4 separate regions of the Zea mays genome follow, and all the other regions are linked to region 3. The links are chromatin contacts, called in public Hi-C maps. All regions are on one chromosome and are shown on one strand. Each heading gives the region's core, a stretch centred on a gene start, on an enhancer-like site or on the middle of the called end of the contact. The rest is flanking DNA. Distances are from core to core; before and after follow the strand shown. Region 1 holds the start of LOC100283185. Region 2 holds the start of LOC100217109. Region 3 holds the start of LOC100283314 (VQ motif family protein). Region 4 holds the start of LOC100277599.

The links. Hi-C and Micro-C count contacts between places; a contact is called where the count stands out from the background.
Region 1: a contact with region 3 is called in a Hi-C map of bundle sheath, with 5 times the contacts expected there. The contact joins the promoter of LOC100283185 here to the promoter of LOC100283314 in region 3. A contact is called at or near these places in 6 of 25 Hi-C or Micro-C datasets (bundle sheath, ear, endosperm and 2 more).
Region 2: a contact with region 3 is called in a Hi-C map of leaf, with 6 times the contacts expected there. The contact joins the promoter of LOC100217109 here to the promoter of LOC100283314 in region 3. A contact is called at or near these places in 7 of 25 Hi-C or Micro-C datasets (bundle sheath, ear, endosperm and 2 more).
Region 4: a contact with region 3 is called in a Hi-C map of leaf, with 4 times the contacts expected there. The contact joins the promoter of LOC100277599 here to the promoter of LOC100283314 in region 3. A contact is called at or near these places in 4 of 25 Hi-C or Micro-C datasets (bundle sheath, ear, leaf and 1 more).

What each region holds. Positions count from the first base shown.
Region 1 is chr9:114,925,706-114,928,976 of Zm-B73-REFERENCE-NAM-5.0, forward strand. LOC100283185 reads right to left here and starts at 1,426. Exons shown (of 7, transcript NM_001156087.1): 1 at 1,231-1,426; 2 at 1,061-1,126; 3 at 837-887; 4 at 663-742. The coding sequence starts at 1,417.
Region 2 is chr9:115,238,078-115,241,667 of Zm-B73-REFERENCE-NAM-5.0, forward strand. LOC100217109 reads left to right here and starts at 1,835. Exons shown (of 2, transcript NM_001143478.1): 1 at 1,835-1,979.
Region 3 is chr9:115,059,941-115,063,356 of Zm-B73-REFERENCE-NAM-5.0, forward strand. It overlaps LOC100283314 (VQ motif family protein), which reads left to right and starts at 1,682. Exons shown (of 1, transcript NM_001156216.2): 1 at 1,682-2,733. The coding sequence starts at 1,772. The coding sequence ends at 2,473. It overlaps LOC103638876 (glycosyltransferase-like KOBITO 1), which reads left to right. Exons shown (of 7, transcript XM_035962844.1): 7 at 1-279.
Region 4 is chr9:115,206,003-115,209,737 of Zm-B73-REFERENCE-NAM-5.0, forward strand. LOC100277599 reads left to right here and starts at 1,957. Exons shown (of 1, transcript NM_001151114.3): 1 at 1,957-2,697. The coding sequence starts at 2,032. The coding sequence ends at 2,352.

The DNA of each region.
Region 1 (3,271 bases), core at 176-2,675, 130 kb before region 3:
ACAGATTTCACCTGAATTTAAATTTGTGATGCTAGAAAGGCAGTATGTAACCTGAATCGGTTAGTCAGAACCAATAGTTAGAGGTTAACTGGTTAAGCATCGGAAACAATACCACACCAGTCTGCAATTATGACTGTATAGCAGAGATCTTAAAACTGGTATAGTGGACTAGTGGTAAATGTGGCGGTGATGAAGAAGCAGCAAACTGCGACTTTGCATACTAATATTCCCATACGTTAGTGCTTACTTAATGTTGCATAAACCCCAGATCCCGATAGACTTAGGCACCCTGATAGACTTAGGCATGTTTATCCATTCCTAGATGCTCAAGCCATTGAGCAAGTCTTGCGTGCGCACGACCAGGAAGACTGGGCATCGTGCGCGCCATGGTGACACTCCACTGCATGGGACATGATCACCATTACCTCCAGCTTTGTAGCATGTTTAGTCACTGCATTGCATAATATAGGAGAAAAAACCAGAACAGCTGCAAGGCATTGCACAGCACAAGCTCTCAGTACACACACTCGCGTTTGTGTTCTTCCAGTTAGTGAACTTACGTTTGTGTTCTTCACTGCTTCAGAAACCTCACCACGGCTAACACTTAACAGCCAATTTCTAGCATATCGCAGTAGCAGTGAAATCTAAATTTGCAGACTTACCAATTCAATGTCAACTTTGTACACCGGTATCTTGGGATACTGGCTGCTCAGCTTTGATACTAAAGGTGCGATCGCCCTACCTGCAGTGCGGCACAATCACACAACAAAATTATGACACAAATGAATGAAGCCCTATACTTGGCAACGCTGGCATCAGAATGAGGCAGTACTTACATGGTCCACACCACACCGCCGTGTAGTAAAAGACAGCTGGTAGCTTTTCATCTGCAAGATCCACAGGGATCACAGTTCACAGCCAGTGAGGCACAAGAGAACGAACGAACCATCGAACCACCATGACCCAATTCGTCACCCAACACCAGACGTACCAAGGAGGCAAGGACTAACTAGCATCTAGCATGGTTTGGAAATGGGAGAGGAGGAAATCGGCGCCGTACCTTGCACCTTGGAAAAGATGCTGTTGAAGGAGTCCGCGGAGCCCACGACCACCATGCTTGAACCACCTGAAACAGCCAACCCAAAAAGCCGTAAGTCCCCGAGAGCCGCACGAAATGGAGAGGGGGGCATGGGCGAGACGAAAGGAGGATCGAGTCATCGAGAGGAATACTCGTGGAAGAGAAGAGGCGATGGGGGCCCGGAAAAGCGGGCGGCGATGACGACGAGAAGGAGGGGGCGAGGGGCGCGGGGTTAGGGTTCACGGCGAAGGGGAGGTGATGAGGTCTTGGGGCGGCGGAGGCGGATGCAGACGAGACGAGGGGAAAGAGGCGAGGGAGACGGCAGAGTCGGCGAGCCATACTGCAGAATGCGGACGTGGAGCGGTCGGCGCCGTTAAGGCCTGGACTCCTCGACGATTGGTCAACTGGGCCTCCACTACCGTTAAGGCCTGCTTCCACCGTCCAACTACTCTGAGCTCATGGGCCGAAGTAAATTGGATGGTGGTAGGGATGAAAGTGGTGTGGATATGTTTTCTATTTACAGTCATCTAGAGTCTCAAATATATATTTTAAAATTCATATATTTTGAGATTTAATTGTTTCAAAAAAATTAGACTATCTCTATTGATGGTACATCCTATACTAAAGTTGTAGCGCTTGATAAAATTTTAAACTTTATAGTTAAAGTTTTTTTTATCTGAGTTCGTTTAGTAGCCAAAAATATTTAATGCAAGATTACGGAACGTTGATACAAAACAATATCATTATATATGGACATAAATATGTGTGGGGTGCAAACGGTACAGATGAGGGAGCGTTGAATGATTAGCAGCCGTGTTAAGTTGGAAACTCGATTCAAGCGAAGGTTGCATTAACATGACCAACTAATCTTTATATATGCTCGGTTTACTGTGAACCGTACACTAGTTTAAACATGAAGTGGTAGCATGTCATCTATTTGACCATAGGATAATCAGGTGGAAGTCGGGCATGTCGATCTTCCCAATTTATCTCAGGCATGATGGTTACCTAGAAGTATTTGATGGACGACATTTTTTCTGCGCCACGGCCTTTCCTGCCGTCTGCTGGCCACCTCAAGCTAGCACAGATCAGCCACTGGCTAGTATAGATGTCCAAACAGAGTGCGGGCCGCCCGTTTAATTCGTGGCACGGCACAAATTTAGCCCGGTCCAAACACGGCCCGGCACGGCCCGTTTAGCGGGTCAGGTATGGGCAGATACGACGGTCCGCGTGATTTGGCCCGGCCCGGCACGATAAATAGGTCGGCTCAACGGCGGCCCGCGTATTTGAACACAAATGCAGTGTAGCGCAGGCTCAATTCAATTAAATGGGTCGGGACTGTTATTTCATATTTGTATATAAATACATACATTTAACAGATAAATATATACATTACTCAGCCTGCTAAATGATCAATACTAAATACGCAGAACAAATGCATGAGAACAGTCCAGCCAAACATAATATAAATGCATTGATAAATACATACATTTAATTCTCTCATAATATATAAATATTGATACATTTAATTCTAAGCAGAATAAATGCATACATAAATACAGACGCAGGCTGAGTGATCATTTCATATTTGTATTAATATGATATTATCTTGTGAATTGATAAATGAATTTTGTTGTCTTAATATATGTAAATAATATGTTATGATATATGATTAATTCTGTTAAATATATGTATTTATATACTGCTCTACTGTTGGTTCGGGCCAGTGGCCGGCCCGGTACGTTGAGGCCCACCGGACCAACGGGCCGGCCCAGCACGATTTTTCCCTTTGCGTGCCGGGTTTGGGCATGTTCCTAGGCACGTGGGCCAGCCCGACCCAGTCCGAAGCATCAACGGGTCGTGCCTAGCCCGACCCTATTTGTACCGGGCCGAAACAGGTCCGTGTCGGGTCCGTGCCGGGTGGCCCGTCTAGACATCTATACTGGCGAGTACAAATTATCATGGAGTCTCCATAAACTGCAGTACAGATGGGAGCAGCTGGCCATATGCTGATCAGATCAACTAGTACTACTACGACGATGAAGCAGCTCTCCATTGCACTGCGGCACACCCACCATTATTAGAGATGGCAACGGGTATAAACCCGCCGGGTTTTGCTATCCCAAACTCGTACCCGTGAAAAATATTTACACCCATTAAAAAACCCATACCCATGACGGGTTTGAAATTTTG
Region 2 (3,590 bases), core at 585-3,084, 180 kb after region 3:
TTGGCCGCGCGGGGACGAGGACGAGACAGGCGCTCGCTTGAAGCCGCTCGCTCCCTCTCCCGCGTGGACGCTTGTAATCCCCTACTGCAAGCGCACCCGACCTGGGCGCGGGACGAACACAAAGGCCATGGGATTTCCACCTCTCTCACGCCTGTCTCCGGCCACCTCACTTCCCCCCTTCGCGCTCGGCCTCGCGTCGACCCATCTGGGCTGGGGCACGCGGCGACATTCACTCGTCGGCCCAGGGACCCCCCGGTCTCGAAACGCCGACAATCTTCACCAACGTCATCTATATCTCGACCTCTATACATAAATACCTATATTAGAGACATATTTTTTACTTTTTTGTATGTATGTATTTGTCACACTCTTAAATATGTTGTACATATTTTAGTTTTGTTGAATCTATTCTTTAAAGTATTAAAATGGATAGAAGAGAGAGAGGAGAGAAAATCTCTATATATAGAGAACGGAGGACGAGAGAACGTTCTTTATATTTAGAATATCGTTTAAAGAATGTTGCTGAAGAGACATAAGAGGAGAATCTCCTCTAAAGCTTGTATGCATGTGTTTGCGGCGGATGCTAGATGGTATGCCCGTAGCCTGTTGTTAGTGAACGAAGATGTAAAATTGAAATCTAGCCTCATGGTCTGCTGTCACGTGCATTTGCTGTGCTCGATTATTTTACTCCAAGAGCATTTGCTTCTTCTTAAGGGCATGATTAATATAACATGCATATGACCGTATAAAACATTGTTTTGTATTGTGTTTACTGAGTGAAGTTTAAAAGATAGATATAGATGAGTAAGCTGTTGGAGATATACGAAGACTATTTCCAACCGTCTCTCTATCCCACCTTCTATTCCACCCATTATTTCAAACTTTATTCTGTAAACAATATAGTCCACAATGTAAAACAGTACAAACGACCATACACACGATCTGCTGCTATCCAACAGCTCTCCTATTCCAAACTTCAGTTGTAAACAAAGCTGTATTTTTACATGACCATATAGATATATAGCCAAGGGCGACCCTCGTGCGTAAGTGTCGTCAGCCTAGGCACGTAAGTGCGTCTGATTGATGCGGATTCTACCATTTCAACAACTCTAATTCCTCGTACCTGTTTGAGTACTTTAGTATTGACCACAATCCACATGTGTTAAGGCCAATTAGGATATAACTTAAACTAAATTATACCGTAATCCATCTCCACATGTATAGATTAGGGTTAATACTAGAGCACCAAAAAAAATCCTAAAAATCCAGCAAGATTCTCCTGTGCCAGAGAAAGTATATCAAAACCACCCGGAAGAGATTCTAGCCGCCGTCAACGCGTGCGCTGAGACGAAGCACACAAACACAGCTGTCAGGCTATCGCTTGCGCTAACATTAGTCTAATCATGAGCCGCTACCCTTTCCGTAGGCGACAATAATCGAAGCTTTCGATGCGGACAACCGCTGAGACGCAGAGTGTTAAGGGTGGTCCAGTACCATGGGGTATTATGCTTAACAGTGCAGCCATTTCCCAACTAAACACACCTCATCATCACGACCTGCACAACCACCTTCCGTTTCCACGTCGAGTTAAATATCTCCGTACCTCACTGCCACCGACGTCTGGGCCCGTGTCAAAGCCCAGAACACCACCCAGACGGCTTGCGCCCAGGCCAAACCCGAGCTGGGCGGCCTCAGTACGGACCTAGGCAGAGGCCTGGCCTGGCCTGGACCCGGAAGCGCCAGGTGGTGCTGCCAATGGGACGCACGCCCTCGCTCCGAGGAGAATTTAAGAACCGAGGGGAGAGAGGACTAGAGGAAAGAGAGAGGGGGAGGTCGACGAGACAGAGAGAGAAGGCCAAGAGGCTTCCTCTCCCCATTCCTCCCTTCCGTGCCCTAGCCGAGCCAGCCGCGAGGAAGGAGGCATCCCGCCGTCTCGCCTGGCGCCCGCCCGTCGGCCGACCTTCTGCCGCAGCTTCCAAGTGAGCGTCGGAATTTCTGTCCTTGATTCGCATGATCCGGTGTTTTCTTGGACCTCTCGCGGCCATCTTTGGAGGTTCTTTGCGCGTTCCTGTTTTCGATGTGGAATTGGGGTTTGGGGGACTGTCACCGCTATAAAGCTGCGGCCTGCCAGGCGCAAAATTGGGCTAGAGGAAAGAACGGACCTGAGCTTCGCTTCTTGCTGCCGCTGCCGCTGCCGCGGTATCTCTCCCTGCTCTCGTCGTCGATCTAGTTTTCTCAGCTGTTTCTTTAGTCCGAGTAGCTGTAGCGTATTTTTATGCGCGCTGTACTGGAGGGTATTTTACTTTCCACATTTTCACCTAAAAAGCGTTTAATTTAGTCTGACGAAAGATTGACTACTAAAAATAGCGCTCCTTTGAAAACCGTGTGTCTTCAGTCCGTGGTCAGACCGTGTCGGGGGATCGGCTTGGTTTGTTTCAAACCTTCTCGTCCGCGAATCTCTATTCCTCTATGCTCGAATCGCTTATGCTCCATTGCTCCATTTTGCTGCTTTGGATTACTTGTTCATCTTTGGGTACCCACCGGCCACCGCAAACAGTAATTTGCCTCTTTTTATTTAATTACAAACGAGTCACGGCCCTACCAAAGAACACGATGAAAAGAAGCCTACACTGTCAGATTCTAGTAAAAAGAAGTTCTGCTACTCTGTTTTTGAAAATTTGACAAAAGATTAGGAACACCATCATAGATCTGTTCTTTTTGTCCCCATAACTTGTTCACGGATGACCACCATTTTTGGGAACCGGTGTCCATCTTTTAGGTAAAAGCAAAGTACTTGAGGTGTTCAGTTTTGTGCTTGTATGTGTGGCTCTGATGGTACCCTTCAGATGTTCTGTCAAGAGCAATCCTGTACACAAGTCATTTCACTGTTTGCATTAAATCAATCAGAGGAATAGTTCTCATACAAAAGTTCATTAATATTCTCTTGAGCCTTATATTCCTAAGTTTCTAGGATCCTAGGTTGGCTTGAATATTGCCCTAGTCACAGTTTCTAGATATCGTTCTAGTTCTAGCCAAGAATATCTTGTAGGATCGTGAACCGTGATCATGATTTACATGCTACCCTCTCCTACTGTAATCGATTGTAAATAACTGCATGGCATATGATGTTTTATTATATAAAGATGTAATGTCCTTCATTTGTGCTATATGTTTATGTATCTTTTTTTTATCATATTTTATTTTTTTAGACTCATGTAAATTATTGTGTAATTATAGTGCTACTAGTGTTAGTTTTTTTCCTTCCCAAAATGTCATGTATTCATGACTGGGAGCTATTATTTTTAGAGTCTTGCAACATGTTAAATTATTAATTTGAGCATCGTTGATTCTATTTAAGATCTGGAACTTGACAACCTTTATCTGTAATACACTTAAATGATGATCAGATATAGCTTAGATCCCTATAACTTTAATAACTATCTCAATAATCCAAGATCCCCTGACCCAGCAGATCCTCGGTCCAACCACATGGTTCTTGAAGGTGGCCAGGGCTAAGCCAAAGAGGACATGTGTCAATGGCCTTGCAACTACCACTAGTTCAACCCAAGAAGTCTTACATTGTTGGCTAC
Region 3 (3,416 bases), core at 432-2,931:
TCGGAACGCGCCACTGCTTTGTCATGACGACTTGACGACGCTGTGAGGTTCTGGAGGCGTTATTAAGCATGGACTCGGGTTGTTTAACCATGCTAGGTGATACAGCGCCCGATAGGGCGCTATTTTTTCTAGTTTCTTTAATGTAGCCTGCAGTCTGCACGCTGTGCCATTGTGGATAGATCGATCGAGCCTGGTGCATATGCCCCACCATATATATGTTTAATTAACCTTGCACGTTAAAGAGTCCCTTTCCATAATCAAGGGAAAAAACTTAAAAAATGACGGTCAAATTTTCTACTATTGAGCGTGGGTTTAACTCTGACGGATCTAGAATGTCACATGCCAACGGTGTTTTTTTTTTGAAGTGGTCTAAGAGTTGATAGATTTTATATGTATCCACGATGGCTTTGCCAATCTAAAAAATCTGACGATTCAGTCTATCGGGGTTAATATGCACAAATGTATGTTAGGGCTATATATTCTTTTAGTAAATGGATATCAAGCTCACAATAAGCTGGTCTATTAAGGGCTTGTTTGATTAGCTCTCAATCTATATAGATTGAGTGAGTTTAAATATCAAGTAAGTCAAAAATTTTCTTAATTTTTTTCCAATTCTATTTAATCTATGTGTAATAAGAATAACCGAACAAGACATAAATAGATCTGATTTAGAGCTGTGCAGTGCAGCTAATCTTTATCCTAACTAGGTGGACGTGGATCCAAGCACATCCACCAAGCGGGTCAGTATCGCTACGACAGCTGGGCGATCATGGAATTAGAAAGTTCAACGCCACGAGCGCACCCCACAGCGCGCGGCAAGTGTCCATCGACCGGGGTAATAATGTTTATTAGAGGAGCATGAGACCCGTCGACCGGGGTAATGTAAACACGATCTCCGAGGTGGATCCTGAGAGCGACATGTCCATCGGCCGGTCTCCCCAGAAATGGCATGTGCTGAATTCACCGTCGCCGCTCGATTCTTCCAACCGGACGGACACACACCGACGGAATCGCCGGCGTCCGCCTCCATCCTCCGGCAGTGCGTTGCGTTGCGTTGCGTGGCCCTCAATCTCTTCCGTGGCTTCCGCTGAAGCTTCGTTAACTGCAGGTGCAGCACAAGCTTAGTGCTGGGTTGATCGGATCCGCCGCCGGCTGCCCGCCTCCACATGCTGCGGCTGCGCGGGAGAAAAGACCAGCGTCGCGCGCACGCACGCACGCGAACCGGACGGCCGCATGGGTATTGGGTGGGATGCAATGCGACGCCATGCGGCAGCCGAAATCCCCATCCAGAATCAAGACGCATCGACGTGCTGCAGAGCGACGTGACAGCCCGATGGAGCTGCGGGCCCGGCTGGCTGCCAACCCCGAGCCGAGCACCCGGCGACGACGACGACGCCGCGGCGGTCCCGGAAGGCCGCAGCACAGTGGCGCGGGCCCCACGTGCCCGCTGGTGTGTGGGCCGCCAGTCCACCACCTGTCCCGCGCGCGGGGGAGCGGAGCGGATCAGCGACGCTTCTCGGAAGGTGGGGGGAGCAGATGGGCTACGCTAGGCAGGACCGCGACACGTTGGCCAATCTCGGGCGTTGGCTAGAGGAGCACGTCGATCCGACGGATGGCACAGCCTGGTGGACCGCTGGCTGGGTCACTATAAATGGCCAGGCCCCGCGGCCGTGTCCAACTCCTCTTCCGACACACACACTCGTCGACGAACGACGACGACGAGCACGAGCACGAGCAGCGCCTGACGCTCGGCTCCGACCCGCGCGCGTCGATGGCGATGAGTGACACAGGCTCGAGCTTCGCGCAGTGGGCCGCGCTCTACCACCACCACCACCACGACGCCGGGCCGGTCCTGCTGCCCCCCGACGACGACGCCGGCACCACCGCTGCGGCCGCCGCCGTAGCGAGCCCGACGTCGGGCGGGTCCAGCGGAGGAAGCCCCACCAAGGCCGGGGCCCATCTGCTGCACGGGGTAGAGGGGCCGCGGATCGGGAAGCCGGCGGCGCGGCGGCGGTCCCGCGCGTCGCGGCGCGCGCCCGTGACGCTGCTGAACACGGACACGGCCAACTTCCGTGCCATGGTGCAGCAGTTCACGGGCATCCCCGCGCCCCCCGCGGGGGCGTTCGGGGCCCCGGTCATCAACTTCGCCGCCGACTACGGCTTCCCGCCGTCCTCGGCCGCCGTCATGTCCTTCGACCACCAGCTGCACCGGAGCCAGCACCCCGCGCCGCTCCAGGAGCAGCTCCGCAGGCAGCAGCAGCAGCAGCAGTACGCCGGCGCGGCGTCGCCATTCGGCTATAGCAACGGCGGCGGCGGCGGCCTGCTGCAAGACGGCGGCGACGTCTTCGCCCCCGCCGCCTCCCACGGGTTCGCCGCGTCGGCGGAGGAGAGGATGTTCCTGCAGAGCATCCAGGCGGCCCAGATGCCGCACATGCCCGCCGCTAACACTAGCACTAATGGCTTCTTTGCTTGACCAAGGCTCGACGGGCATCCACGCCACGTGCATGGAATGGAAGCTTGGGAAGGGGAAGCGAAGATTAGCAGCAGCCAAAAAAAAAAGGGTAATCAGAGTCAGTTAAGTTTCTCCTGGTTGTGTGTAGTTAGTTTGCTCCTCCGCTTGCTTAATTCGCGCAGCCTTGTTTCTCCGCTGGCTGCAGAGACGATGTAAATATCTTGTGTTTCTGATGATGTGGTAGTCTGTGTCCTAGCAGCAGCTCATCTAGTCACTTTCACGGAGGTTAATTGCCTGCTACTACTCAGCTCCGATCCTCCGAGATTTAAACGTAGCTTTCGTACGTGTGTCGATCCTTCGGTGTGACGATGTCGATCCTTCGGTGGCGGCGAGGCGAACATATCTACGTCTTGATTGCGCTCGGTTGCCCGGGTCCGGAAGCAAAGGCCGTGGCGGCCGCCACACCCATGGATCACATGTTGTTTTCGCGCGCGTTTCCATTCCATCCGCTGCGCCGTCGTGTTCCTGAGCCGCAGGGGCCCGCGGGGACCCGAGGTGCAAGTGCAACGCACCTCGCAGGCGTGACGTGCGGCTGACCCGAGCGAGGTCAAGGTCAGAGATGTCATGCTGAGGGTTTGTTGCGACACCAGTTAACTAGCATAGTTCGATCTGGATTATGGACTGTGAGAGGTCTGAAACTCTGTGATATGATATCAGCAGGGTTGGTTTGGTTCGTTTCTTACGGTGTTTCTATAATTTCTATGGACTTTGATCAGCTAGAATTATTTCGGATACAATCCCACGCAAACGAAAAAGGCATTCACGTTCTAAGGACATGTCTAACAATAACGTGCATATGGACGTGTTGTTGGCTTCGATCTGGTACCAAACACTAGAATAGAATAAACTATATGGTCGTGATCTCTGCGAGGACGAGAACGGTCCGCGACCTCGTTGTAGGAGC
Region 4 (3,735 bases), core at 707-3,206, 150 kb after region 3:
TAGGGGTGCTTTCAGTTTTACACTACGAGAAAGTCGGCTTTTAGAAAAAGCTGCTTCCTAGATCCAGCCCTTTGGTTGGCTTTTGGCTTTTAGGGGGCAAAAGCCAAAGCCAAAAGCCAAACCAAACACACCGTGAGACGCACTGTTGAACGCCGCATATTCTGTGTCAACTGGAGGCCAATCAGCATCTGGGGTGCGTGGGTGACGTGTGCTTGCGCGCTGACCGGTCAAACTATTCGATGCTAAAGCAGAGTTTTGCAGTAGGCAGGCAGGCAGGCAGGCGCTGCGTGGGTGACTTGTGTTTGCACGCCGCAGTCAGGACAACACAGCAAAGTTGTTTAAACTCGTGTAATTAAACGCTCGGTGGCAATTTGGCATTGGCAGTTTGGCCTTGAGCTGTTTTAGAAAATCCATAAATGTAGCCCCTAGATCTAGATTTATGCGTGCTCCACGATTCATCGAGTCGAAATATTTAACTAAAAACAATAGTTAAAGATATTTTTTCTAGATTTAGAATACTTATAGCTGCATTAAACATGCCGTTATTTTTTACGGGTCACAACAACATTTTTAAGAGTACTAGCAGTGTAATAAGGCCTCGTTATATATACATATACAGTACATAGGTCCTTTTCCAAACATATAGAACTCTTAGTTAGCAGTTAAGATTAGTTGAGAAGTTTAGCACAGATCAGCTAATAGACCAGTTAATTGTTAGATATATATCTTTTTAATGTGTATTATTAGTTGGTAACTACTCTAACCCAACTAGAACCAGCTAACAACTTATTAGCTGACTAACTGTTACATCCTTGTTTACATAGATATTCTTGTAATCAGATAAACTTTATCTATTACAGTTCCAAACATCTTGGTTTCTCTATCTTGGATAGTGTGCTGCAAGAAAGAATCTCAATTATTTAACGTTAGGTTGAATTTTCTTGAATAATGTGCACAGTTTAGATTCTGGAAATGTGTTGGTTTCCAAACGAGGACCCAGAGTCCGGTGTCCAGAGTCCAGACAGCACACGTATGAGCATGACATGGCAAACAATCAGCACATGATGCGTTGACAGTGCTGTGAGCCTGTGACGGGCAGGCAGTGAAAGCAATCTGCTGACTTGACCTGGACTCGGTACGCATCACCTCGAACGGCATTCGCTGCGAGGACAAGTGCACATGAATGTGCCGTGCGCTGTTCGTGCTGCGCCCGCCACGTATCGTCGTCAGACGGACGGACCAGCTGCCTGGACGGTTGGACCTGGACGCGAAAGATGTCGCTCTTCCGGACGCAGGGCCCGAAGTACGGAACACGGCGTGCCGGCCAGCTAGCGAGTCCGGCGCGCGCCGCACCGCCCACCGACGGCTGCCGAGGTTCATGTTCCTCTTCCGCGTCCTCCTCTCCGCGCGGCCTCGGAACGCCCAAAACCTCGTTGCCTTGCCGACTGGCTCGTCGGGGCGCGTACTCCCGCTTCACGCCGGCCGATTCGCCAGCTGACAGACTGGTGACCCAACGGAACAGCATCCGGAGTAGAGTGATCTTGTCTTGTCACTTGCCAGCTCCCTTGATTCCTGGAGCTAAGCGCATGCATCTTGTTTGCCGCCGCTCCGAGCTCCATCCATTCCTAATCATGAGTTCATCCCCCTTTTAGATGCAACAAAAGGTACTAGGTCGAGTAGCCACGAAGAAGAGTGGTTGGAGCCATTATCCTGCCCAAAAAGAAGCGGAAAACACCACACCTACTCTACTGTCTACACTACGCTACACTGGCCCCCCGACTCGCCGCGCCGTATTTTATTCGCGCGACCACGTCCGGACCACATGGCACGAACGCGAAACCGCGCGCTGCCCACCAACACAACAGCGCGAACCACCACCCGCTCCGCTCCACTCGCTCCACTGCTCGGCTCGCTATAAAATCACACGGTCCCTCCGCCTCCACCACCGCTCGCAGTCGCCAAGATTCATTCACATTCGGCAGGCAGGGGGACACCAGCACTCCAGCAGTAAGCGTCGAGCGACCGAAGACCATGGCGGACGCCGGCAGCAGTGCCGCCGCGAGGAGGGCCCCATCGTCGTCCTCGCCCGGGGGGTGCGCGCCCGCGCTGGGGCGGCTGGTGCGGAAGCTGCGGCGGCAGAGCAGGCTGCTGTGCGCGGCCACGGGCGGGGCGCGCCACGCCGCCGCCGCGTCGTCGTCCGCGCGCTGCCGCCACCACCACCACCACCAGTACGACCCGCTGAGCTACGCGCGCAACTTCGACTTCGGCACCGCGCTGGAGGGCAACGAGGCCCACTGCTCCTTCGCCTCCCGCTTCGTGCTCGCAGCCCCCGCCGCGCGGCAGGCGCAGTAGTAGATCAGAGGCGGCCGAGGCCAGGGTCGTAGGTGCCAGTGCCACCCCGACGTCGGATGGAACGCACCCGCTTCGGGAGCTGGCTTTGCGTGCGTCCAAGCGCTGGTGGCGCGTCAGCCATTGGCTGTAGTAGCTGATAGCTAGGTAGTCTTGTAGAAGAAGTATCATCAATTAGTAATCTTGTAGCTGTGTGAGTATGTTCATATGCTGAGGCCTGAGAGGTGGCGATGGCTTGTAATCAAGGATCTGCCGCCGTACGTCCCTTGACGACTCCTCTTCCCGTGGTCGGAGGATGAGGGATCGGCCAAGAGGAAATGTTTCCATTCCGAAAGCTTACACGCCTAATGCTGCTTCATCCACAACAGCCCTCTCCATTGGCCGGCTCTTGAGTTTTTTTTTAATTTTTGTGTGGAATAATCTCTGCTACAGCATATTTTTGCTAAGCTGTGGACGAGAGTCGAGAGGGCAATTGGCATGCTGCAGATCCTTGGCCCTTGTCTGGATTAGTGAGTGCTAAACCGCTAGTAATTGTCGGTGGTACTCTGGCAGGCTGCTGCTCCAGTGGAGTCCAGACCAGTGACTGACGCAGTGATGCGGGGCGGCATGGTGGCGACCGGCATGACGGGGAGGCTGCGAGATGGGGCGAGGCTGGCAAGGTTTGATTGCATTGCATCGCATCCAGAGTTGTTGGTGGCTTGGTGCCACTGCAATTATTGCTTGCTCGCCGCCCCTGTGCCGCTACGGCAGTCACGGTCACCACCGCTCTGCCGCACCGCCGTGATTATTCGCATCCAACAAGGCTGCCCCCGCGTGTCCCTCGAGATGGTGCATGCACCGATCAACGGCGAGTCGCGGCGCGGCACTGCAGCAGGCAAGCGTAGGGTTTGGTGGTCGTACTACTTACTCCCTCTGTCTAGAATTACGGTGGAAGTACTAGCCTGGCAGTAGGTGGATTTTAGTACTAGTACTCTGTTACATCGATGACTGTAATTTTTTTAAAATAAATCTTATAAAATGTCTTACTTCCCGCTCTAATTTATAGTATCGAGCTATCCTCTTTCTCTCTCTCTCTTTTTTCTCTTGCCACGATGCAGCCTAGTTGTTGAGCTAAGATTAGAGCTGAAGATTATTTTGGCGCAAGCAGTATAATCTTATTTTGAAGGTCTTTGACTTTTGCATGTTCGTCCATTGAACTTGCAAACCCCGAACACCTCTCTGGCTAAACAGACTTATTGCTGCAAAGCCAGCAATTATACACGCCCATTTTGGGCTAAAAGGATGTCCTTTAGAGCAACTCTAACAGTTATGTAAATTTTAGTCCTCTAAACCATATATTTTAAAAGTTGCTAAATAACTTTAATAGTAAAAAATGTAAATTCTCCA